Regions from separate parts of the Gossypium arboreum genome. Here region 2 is linked to region 1. The links are chromatin contacts, called in public Hi-C maps. All regions are on one chromosome and are shown on one strand. Each heading gives the region's core, a stretch centred on a gene start, on an enhancer-like site or on the middle of the called end of the contact. The rest is flanking DNA. Distances are from core to core; before and after follow the strand shown.

Region 1 (4,723 bases), core at 504-3,003:
TAAAAGTTTTTCAATCAACGTAAACTTATTTTTTATTCTTGTAGAATGTTTTATTAAATTTTTTGTAATTCATTTTTTAAATTAATAAAGTTCATTTATTGTAATACCATCATACTTATCACGAACATCGGGTTAAAGTACCGGGATGTTATATTCTCTACTATATTTTTCACTTATCAAATATTTTCTTATAAATTTTCATAACTTTTAATTTAGTCCTTTTGTCATAAAAATTCAATATTCATTAGTTAATCATATTAAATTAATTTTCTTTCTTGTTACACTTTAATCACATAATTTGCCTCAATATCTTGTTTCATATATCAAATTTCTTTGTATTTCATTTCTATTATTTCATCCACATATTTTCTCAAGTTTAACAATTTAGTCCTTGTCATCATAAAAATTCCATATTTTTCCACAATTTCACTTTTACAATACTTTATGCATATTTCATCATCTCATAACATATTCATTAAACTTTTACCATAATTTCTTTAGTCACATATTAAATTGTTTCACACTTAAATTTTTGTACATTTTTCAATTTAGTCCCTATTGCCATGTAATTTATTTTTCACCATATAAACACTTTAATCAAATAATTCATTATAATATCTTATTTTACATAACAAATTTTCATGCATATCACTTCTCTTGTTTTAATTATAAATTTCACAAAGTTTACAATTTAATCTTTAACATCATGAAGATTCATTATTTACTATAATTTCACCTTAATTTCACCTTAATATCACTTTGTAATCAATTCACTACTTATTATAAATCTTAAATGTATGTTTGTTTCATTAAAAACAACTTTCATGAAATATTTTCAAGAAATCTGCCAAACAACAAAAATATTTTATACAGATTCATCCAAACACCAGAAAATATTTAACTTTTTCAAAAAAATAAATTATTTTCTAAGAGTCATTTTCAATAAAACAAATTCAACCTAATTTGGATTAAATTTAAGGCGGAGAACATGTAAACGAGGATAACTGTTTTCAATATTATAGTTTCAGCCCACAAATTTTGAACCAAAATGTTGGCATTTAATTACCCTTTGTAGTTTGTTCTTTCTCCCAAACATTTCAATGGTTGGCACTACTATCATGATATAATATATGTCGCATACGATGTTATTGAAGGGCGGCGGAAGAAACTGTAAACCTGCAGCCTAATGCAGCCATCTATGTACGTTGCCAATTCTAATCTAGTATAGGTTTGGCCCTCTGTTTTTTTGCAATTAACTTTGCCTATTGTAATTTGTGCTATGTCGATTATATACAATCAAACTCCTAATGTGGACGGCTCATGAACTCATTGTAATGCTTTAACATGCGTACGTAAGTAGTAGTAGTATTAATGCAAGGATAAATTTATTCGATCTTTTGATGGAAAATGTGTTTTCAAAGAATGGTCGAACTTGGGGACCTCAAAAGCCTTGGCCAAAAATTATTGAATGAACCACGCCAAAGTCACTAGATTCAAACACTGATGTGGACAATATAAGAAATGGACACATGAACCACTGGTGCCAAAATTTAATGTTAAATCATTTTGATGCTGATCTAGCTGCTTAGACAGCATTTGAAACTAATCAAGAGTTTGTATTAAACAGTGAGGAAAAGATCAAAAGAAAAGCCAATGGCAGTCAATAAGTGTTTGTGACATAGTTGGGGGTACAGTGGTCCTATTCTTACCTGCAAAATTTAGGCTGAATTTCAACCCTAGTTGGCAGTGGAGTCTTATGGGATTACCGTTAAAAGCCAATACAAGCTATATGTCAATGAAATTTAGGCCTCAACTACCCCTATATGGGCAGAAAGAAAGGACCATTGGTAGATTTTTTTTTTCTTGGTTTAGGGCATTAGGGGGTCAATACTGCCACCCAAGTCATTTAATATTGGCGGCAAAAACCAACCAATCTCTGGGTCTAATTTGGCAAAACCCACAGTGTGCAACCCTACCCTATCTCTTATGTTCAGAGGAGACTGGAATTGATGTTGGAGTTGAATGTAATGATAAGGGTATGAACATCATTCTATTTTGGTTGCATTTGAACCAATGGATAACAACTTCTAAATATCCATCCAACTTATATAACATTAATGCCCAACATCTCAATGTATCTCACTATCTCCTATCTGTTTCCATTTACTCATTCTCACTTGAGTTTATCATAATTGATATTAAAAATTAAAATAAATAAATAAATGAGACTAATGACAATTTCATAAGTTAAAAAACCTCCATCGCGTATACACTATAAAAAAAAAAAAGTAATACTTTAGGAAGAGTTAAAATTGATTGTATGGATCATTTTGGCAATCATCTCACCTTTTAAATTTTGTATAATATTTCAAGTTGAACTCGTGAGCATATTATGTCTACAAGTTTAGGTTATTCTCGTTTAAAAGAAGTATTACATTTTATGTACTAATAAATATTTACTATTTATTTTACAAGCTGACACCAAGGATCTCAGAGCACCACCCAAATAATTTTGATAATAAAAAATAAATATTTTATGTTTAAAATAGTGAAAATAACTTAATATATATATATTAAAATATATCATATAAAAGTTATTGATTTTTTTATTTACTTGAAAATTTATTATTCTTTAAAAATATTTATGAAAATAATTTTAAAACTTTGTCAAATAAAATTCAAAAGCTGTAAAAAAACTCATTTTACTAAAATAAAATTAAAAATACAAAACAAGAAAAGGTTAATATGAGACAAGTGAGAATCAAACCAAACTAAATTATAATAAACTATTGGAAAAATTCCAAAAACCTCACTTAGGCGAGTTGTGTGGGCGGGTAACCAAGTCCAAGAGATTTGGGTCTACACATATAGTGTGATAGTTGGTGCACGTTAATGTTAGCCATTTGCAACAATTGATGGGCCTAAAAGAAATTATAGTCAAACCAAGTTTTGCTTTAACATTTCTAAATTCTCTCTTCAGCCGAAAGTCCCCATCTACTTTCTCCTAAATGAATTTTGGGGTCTATGCTCTATGGGCTATAGCATAAGTTGCACCTTTACCCCTAATCCATGGTTATTGGTTAATCCATTCAACTTTTTTGAAGTTTCAAAGGCTTTATGAAAGACGTTAAATGGCATTTTTCTTTTGAACAAATGTTAATTGACATTTCAAAGTTGGAAATAAGTACTCTACTTGAGTAATTTTTAAGTTGTTGTATCATTTTCCGAAGAAAAATGGAAAATTAACCCGAATTAGGTTACTTGGGTTTATGAAATATAAATTTAAAAATGACAATTGCTTGAAGTTTAATCGAATTCTATTCTTTATTATATAAATATAAATATTTTATATTTAAAATAGTGAAAATGATTTAAAAGTTCTTGAAAATTTATTGTCTTTTAAAAATTTTTATGAATTTTTGAAATTTTGTCAAATAACATTGAAATAAAGGCATAAGACAAAGTTCATTTTGTCAATATAAGTCTAAAAATCCAAAACAAATAATTAATATGGTAAACTAAAAATTGAACCAAACCAAACCGTATTATAATGGATAGTTCAAAAAATCCAAAAAATCTAACCAAACGGAACTAATATTACCCCTAATTGATAGTGCATAATTTTTTTTACTTGACACAAATTGATACTTAAACTATACTTTTTTTCCATTTGGGTACTTAAACCCTTTTTTGGTCATAAGCGATCCCTAAAGTATTTTTCTCCCCAAGTTGATACCTTGGTACTTAAATTATGTTTTTTTTCTTCTCATTTTGATACCTAAATATTTTTTTGTCACAAGTAGTACCTAAACTATTATTTTGTTACTCATTTTACACCAAAATGTTATATTAGTTAAAAATTTCAATGAATAAACTTAAAAATATTTTTAATTATTTGATTTCACTTTTTTTTCTTTTACATTATTTTTTCTTTTTTTTTTCTTATTTTTCTTTTTGTTTTCCTTTCTTCTTCTTTTATAATGTTTGGAAATACCAACAATACTCAAAATTTGACCTCTCAAGGTCAGTGATTAATTCTATTTTCAAACTTCACTGCTTGCATGCTCAACCTGACAAGACCGAAAAAAGTTATTTCATCAATCAAAATTAGCATTTTAGAACCAAACTGAATCAGTCGATCAAGGTACTAGTTCGAAGATAAGGGATGAATTGATACAGATTGGTTAAACCGATTTTCTTCATTTTTATTTTATTTTTGTTTTTATGGTTTTTCAGTATTTGATCAAAACTGGAATTCGTGGCTTGACCAGTTCAACCATCAGTTTGATTCTGAATAAATAAAAATAAAAAATAAAATGAATATATACATATGTAAGAGAAAATAATATTTTTTTTCTTTTTTTCCTTATGTCAATTTTTAAGTGTTTATCTTTTTTTATTGAAATAGACTTAACTGTTTAACAAACTATTAAACTAATAGAGGTACCAATTTGGGAAAAAAAAGTTAGTTTAAGTACCACTTGTAATCGAAAATAAAATTTAGGTGCAAAAATGAAAAAAAAAATTAGATACCAATTTGTAGGTTAAGCCTTTTTTAAGTAGAGTTAACGATTTGATTAACGGAGGTACTAATTTAAAAAAAAAGAAATAGTTTAGATACCATTTTTAGATACCAACTTATATGTTAACTTTTTTTTTTTTTTTGGTAAAAATGCATTGAAAAATTGATGGAAGGTAATGACAAACCCCTTTTTACTTCTTT
Region 2 (5,188 bases), core at 2,015-4,514, 58 kb before region 1:
TTTGTACTTTTTTTATCTCCCACAAGCCTATTTTTTTCCTCAACGAGGCCATGATTTTCCATGAACATGTACCGTCTTGCACTGCACACTTGGCCTCAAACTTATTGGATTTGGATTTAACCACGTTGTAGTTAACCCTGTTCATGATGCTATGTTATTTTAATGCACCAAGAAAACTATCTTTATTAGAAAACTCCTTACCAACTTCTAATTCACCTGAATCCAATGAGGAACTTGTACGGTCACGCTTTCTATGTGGTATATCTGGAAACTCCAACGCATTATCTTGAGATAGATCGACATTATGCATGTAAGTTGGAGGCGAGTATGCCCTGAATCGCGGATCTTCTTCTTCATCATCTGAACCCTCTTTAAGATCTTCAAGTATGGTTGGAACAGGCTCTGGTTCAGAAAATAATGCAACTTCTGCACTATCGGGGCCCGCCTCTCAAGGTGGATCCGCATCGAACTCATTATCTGACCCATCATCATGTGCAACATAGAAGGTCCTCTCGTCGGTGGACGCCGTAGGGAGTACATCATCCCTACGTATGGACATTTCATAACGTCTCCAATCAGATGTGAATTGCCAACCACTAGAAGTTGATGCCATTCCCCTGTACGTATTTCCAGCATTAAACATCGACCTACTGAGGTGCATGTCTCATCCACTAACGGAATGTCGTGCAGGGGTTGGGTATTCCATACTGCTACTAAACACAGACACTTTCGTGTTTTGCCACCTACTAACAGAGTGTCGGGCAGAGGTCGTGTATTCGTCTCGACCAGTAGTAAATGTTGAAGCTGCAAATGCATCATTTGGCGATGAAAATTGTACATATAACTCAAGATATGGTGATTCACTAGCGAAATGAGTCTGCCCATTACCTCCAAGCTACAAGCGAATTTGATGTCGAATGAGTCATATGTCATAGGATCAACTGAAGCACAAAATCGATACTTAATAGACAAAACTTTCACTGGCGTCGTTCCAAAGATTTTGTGCCTAATTCTCTTACGAAGTTCTGTCAAATCTATGTTCTGCTTAAAAACCAGTCTCGTTGTGTTCTCCGATAAAAAAACACCGTTCTCGGTGTTACAAACCTCACTATCATAATAAATAACAGCACTAATACGTTCACTAATCTTCAATTTCTTTTCTTCTTAACCTCTCTAATTTTTTTGTTGTAAGTTATGCAACCTGAGAATAAAATTTGGCTCATTTATAGCCTCATTTTTCTACGAACTACTGTAGCAAAAGAACGTCCACGTGGGAGCTTTTTTTTTGAAATTTTGCTAACAGTGCATCCTACTTGAAGCGTTTTTTACACTACTTGTTCAGAAACGTCTACTCAGAATTATTTTTCTACGAACTACTGTAGTAAAAGAGCATTTACATGGGAGCTTTTTCCAGAAATTTTGCTGACAGTGCATCCTGCTTGAAGCGTTTTCGACATTATTTGTTCAGAAATGTTTACTCAGAATTATTTTTCTACGAACTGCTGTAGCAAAAGAGCGTCCATATGAGAGCTTTTTCTAAAAATTTTGCTGACAGTGCATCCTGCTTGAAGCATTTTTCGACACTATTTGTTCAGAAACGTCTGCTCATAATTATTCTTGCTGAAACCCTAAACCTTAAACCCTAAGACAAAAAAAAATTATATTTCTTATATGTTTTTTTCTAATACCCTAAACACAAATTTATTTTAAAAAACTAAACCCTAATTTAATAAATTAACCCTAATACCTTAAACTTTAATTTAGTATTTAAAATTAATAGTTAATTTAATGAATTAATCTTAGAACCCTAAATCTTAATTCAATTAATTTTTCTCAAAACCTTAAACTTAGCATAGCGCCAGTATGTATATATGTTGCAATCATGTTATCTTTGAGAATTTTTTTTCGTGTATGTATATTGGAAATTAATAATTAAAAAAATCAGAAATGAGCTTGTTACAAAGTAAAAGAAACTTAGCCGGTGATCAAAAATAAAATGATCTAAGCCATTGATAAGGGAAAAAAACCTAAACGCTGAAGTAATCGAATTACCAAGTTGTTGTTTATACGTTAAGAGTTATTTAAGGGTTTTTTACTAAAACATTATAAGAAATAAAATATTAAAATAGTATGTTTAAACCATTATGTATCGATTAACCCTAAACCCTAAATCAATCCCTAATTTAATCAATTAACCCTAATACCCTAAACTCTAATTTAATATTTAGTATTTAAAATTAATTGTTAATTTATAACCCAATTCAATTAATTTTTTTCCTAAAACCCCTAAACCTTAAAACCCTAAAAAACCTTAACTTAAAAAAACCCTAACCCTAAATTCTAAAAAACCTTAACCCTAAATCAATTAAATAATAAAACTCTAACCCTAAAAAAATAGGCAAAACACTACCCTTAGGGGAGCGTTTTGTCCATGTAAGCAAAGCGCGCCCTTAAAAACGAGTTTTGTGCTGACATGGACAAAGTGCTCCCCTAGGGAAACGTTTTGCTGACACGTACTCTGAAATCGCGCTTATGTGAACGCGTTTTTGTGAAAAACAGCCTAATCTGATAAAAAATCCAACAGACGACCCATTTCCGTAATTATATTTTTTAAAGGGCCTTTTTGAGTAAAATGGCCATTTGTTTTGTTGTGATAAAATTTTGTTTCCCTCCCACCCAGTTGTCAATTTTTATGAATTTTCCCCTGCAACACAAAACAGTTTGACAGCCTTTTTTTCAGAGCTACCATAAATGATATTCCTCTATCTTCCCCACTCAAATCAAATAAAAGAAAAGCAAATGCCCACAACCTTCATTCTCACCCAGCCATTGAGAGTTCCAAAACCTAAAATCAACTCCAACTCATCATATTTTAATTCAAAAAAATCAATCACACCTATTTCTTTTTATTATAGAAAATTGCTCAAACCTAAGTTATTAAGATTGAAATATTAAATTATTTTAAGAAATTAAATTAATAAAAACTATTTAAATTCTAAAGACTAGTTGGCAAAAATCTAAGAACTAATAGTTCGGAGGTTATTTTCTTGTCTCGTGGATTGTGTACATTGGCATCCTTTCACCCTTTTTTATTTATCTCACTTTATTTATTTTACATATTACAAATATAAATTATTAAAACTCCAGAAAAAATAATTATAAAAAGTTAATTTCCTATATTATTATAAATGTTTATCACAACAAAATTAACAATCATGATATAAGTTTGTAACGTGAAATATGAATGGGGTCCAATTGCAGAGAGTGAAGGTAAAGAATGTCACGTGTCCGGTAAATGCGTTGCATGGGCCATGATTCAGCTCTGGGACTGGGTCGAGTTTCCCTTGTTAAATTACAAAACTTTTCTTCCTCCGATTCCCTACTACTTAAGTTGTACTAAGTACTACCCCCATCCTTTGATGCTGAGCAGAGCAGCCATTAGAGCCTACCCATCCCTCAAAACAAATACTCGTCCTTAGCCTACTGCTCACCCCTCAGAGACATGCCTCTGCCTCTGTCTTCTAGCCTCTCTTTCTTCTTCTTCTTCATCTTCTTCTCTGTTCTATAATGGAAGCAAAGATCTGAATAGGAGTGGCGGTGTTTTTTCTTTTTTGGTGGAACAAATGGCTTTCAATCATCAACACTCTTCATTTGTTCTCGATGCTCTTTATTGTTCAGAAGAAAACTGGGAGGAGGATGAAGATGAGCGTTGCTTCAATAATGGGATTAATGATAATGATAATGATAATCAATTAAACCCTTTTCCGATCTTGTTAGAACAAGATTTGTTCTGGGAAGATGATGAGCTTTCTTCTTTATTTACAAAGGAAGAACGGAATCAACTGTACGATAGTCTTCAAACCAATGGGAATCTAGCTGGGGCTCGCCGTGAAGCTGTGGAATGGGTGTTGAAAGTCAGTGCTCACTATTCCTTCTCTGCTCTCACTGCTCTTCTTGCTGTCAACTATCTCGATAGGTTCTTGTTTAGCTTCCGGTTTCAAAGTGAGAAGCCATGGATGACTCAACTAGCTGCTGTTGCTTGTCTTTCTCTTGCAGCCAAAGTGGAGGAAACCCAAGTGCCTCTCCTACTGGATTTACAAGTACATATGTTTGGTTAATAGCCAAGTTTGTTGTCATTCTATTCATTTGCTTGGTCTCATAGATGTTAATCTGTTCAGGTGGAGGAGACCAGATATGTGTTTGAGGCCAAAACTATCCAAAGAATGGAGATTTTGGTGCTCTCTTCCCTTCAATGGAAGATGAACCCTGTCACCCCATTTTCATTCCTTGATTACATTACCAGGAGGCTTGGATTAAAGGACCATCTCTGCTGGGAATTTCTTAGGAGATGCCACCGCATTCTGCTCTCTCTCATTTCAGGTTAATTGGATGCACTCTGTAATCTGTTGCCTTAAATTTTCATCTTTTTATTCTCAAATTCTTTTATTAAATTCCATGGGCAGATTCTAGGTTCATGTGCTACCTTCCTTCTGTAATGGCCACTTCTACAATGCTGCATGTTGTGGATAGTGTAGAGCCAAATCTTAGAGTAGAATACTACAACCAGATATTAGGCATCCTGGGAATTGACAAGGTATTGTCCATCTCCAATTTTTCTAAAATTTCTCTATGCAAAATTCAGCCTGATCCTAATTTTCCCAATTCAACTTGTAAAGCAGGAGAAGGTAAATGAATGCGGTGAGTTGATAATGGAATGGGCAACAACAAGAGTAGAAGGCAACCAATCAAACAAGCGCAGGTTTAGTTCCATCCCAGGGAGCCCAAATGGGGTAATGGATGTCTCGTTTAGTTCCGATAGCTCAAACGATTCCTGGGCTGTGGCATCATCCGCATCAGTGTCTTCATCACCTGAGCCTATGTCCAAGAAGACCAGAACTCAACAAGACCAGCTTCTGGAAAGGCTATCCCACCATGCTCCTTCAGATTTTCTCACCATTCCTCACTGAATTCCCTCTTTTCAATATCAGACTACAAAAATAATTAGTCCTTGTAATAATATTGCTGTTCTTTTTCCATGATGCAAAGTTAAATTGCTTACCATCTCTGCATCTTGAGTCGATTGGTGAGGAAATCTAGAATCAGAGATGGTTTGCATTTTATCCGGAAATTAAATCAAGTAAAAAAACCAAACAAATATGAAATGCAGAGTCCATGCATTAATGCTTAG

What was found. A called contact is a pair of places that touch in the nucleus more often than the background predicts.
Region 2: a contact with region 1 is called in a Hi-C map of leaf, with 2.0 times the contacts expected there. The contact joins the promoter of LOC108484043 here to the enhancer-like site in region 1. A contact is called at or near these places in 2 of 5 Hi-C or Micro-C datasets (both in leaf).

Annotation. Positions count from the first base shown.
Region 1 is chr3:113,747,196-113,751,918 of ASM2569848v2, reverse strand. No RefSeq gene overlaps it. Among protein-coding and RNA genes, the nearest start is that of LOC128290246, 14 kb to the right of the region's middle. Within about 2 kb of position 1,753, at least 1 of the 2 cell types and tissues checked has an H3K27ac peak or open chromatin away from gene starts, as enhancers often do. A contact at or near this core is called in leaf, where this site is marked.
Region 2 is chr3:113,806,514-113,811,701 of ASM2569848v2, reverse strand. It overlaps LOC108484043 (cyclin-D3-1-like), which reads left to right and starts at 3,264. Exons shown (of 4, transcript XM_017787659.2): 1 at 3,264-4,100; 2 at 4,179-4,380; 3 at 4,464-4,594; 4 at 4,680-5,188. The coding sequence starts at 3,624. The coding sequence ends at 4,967.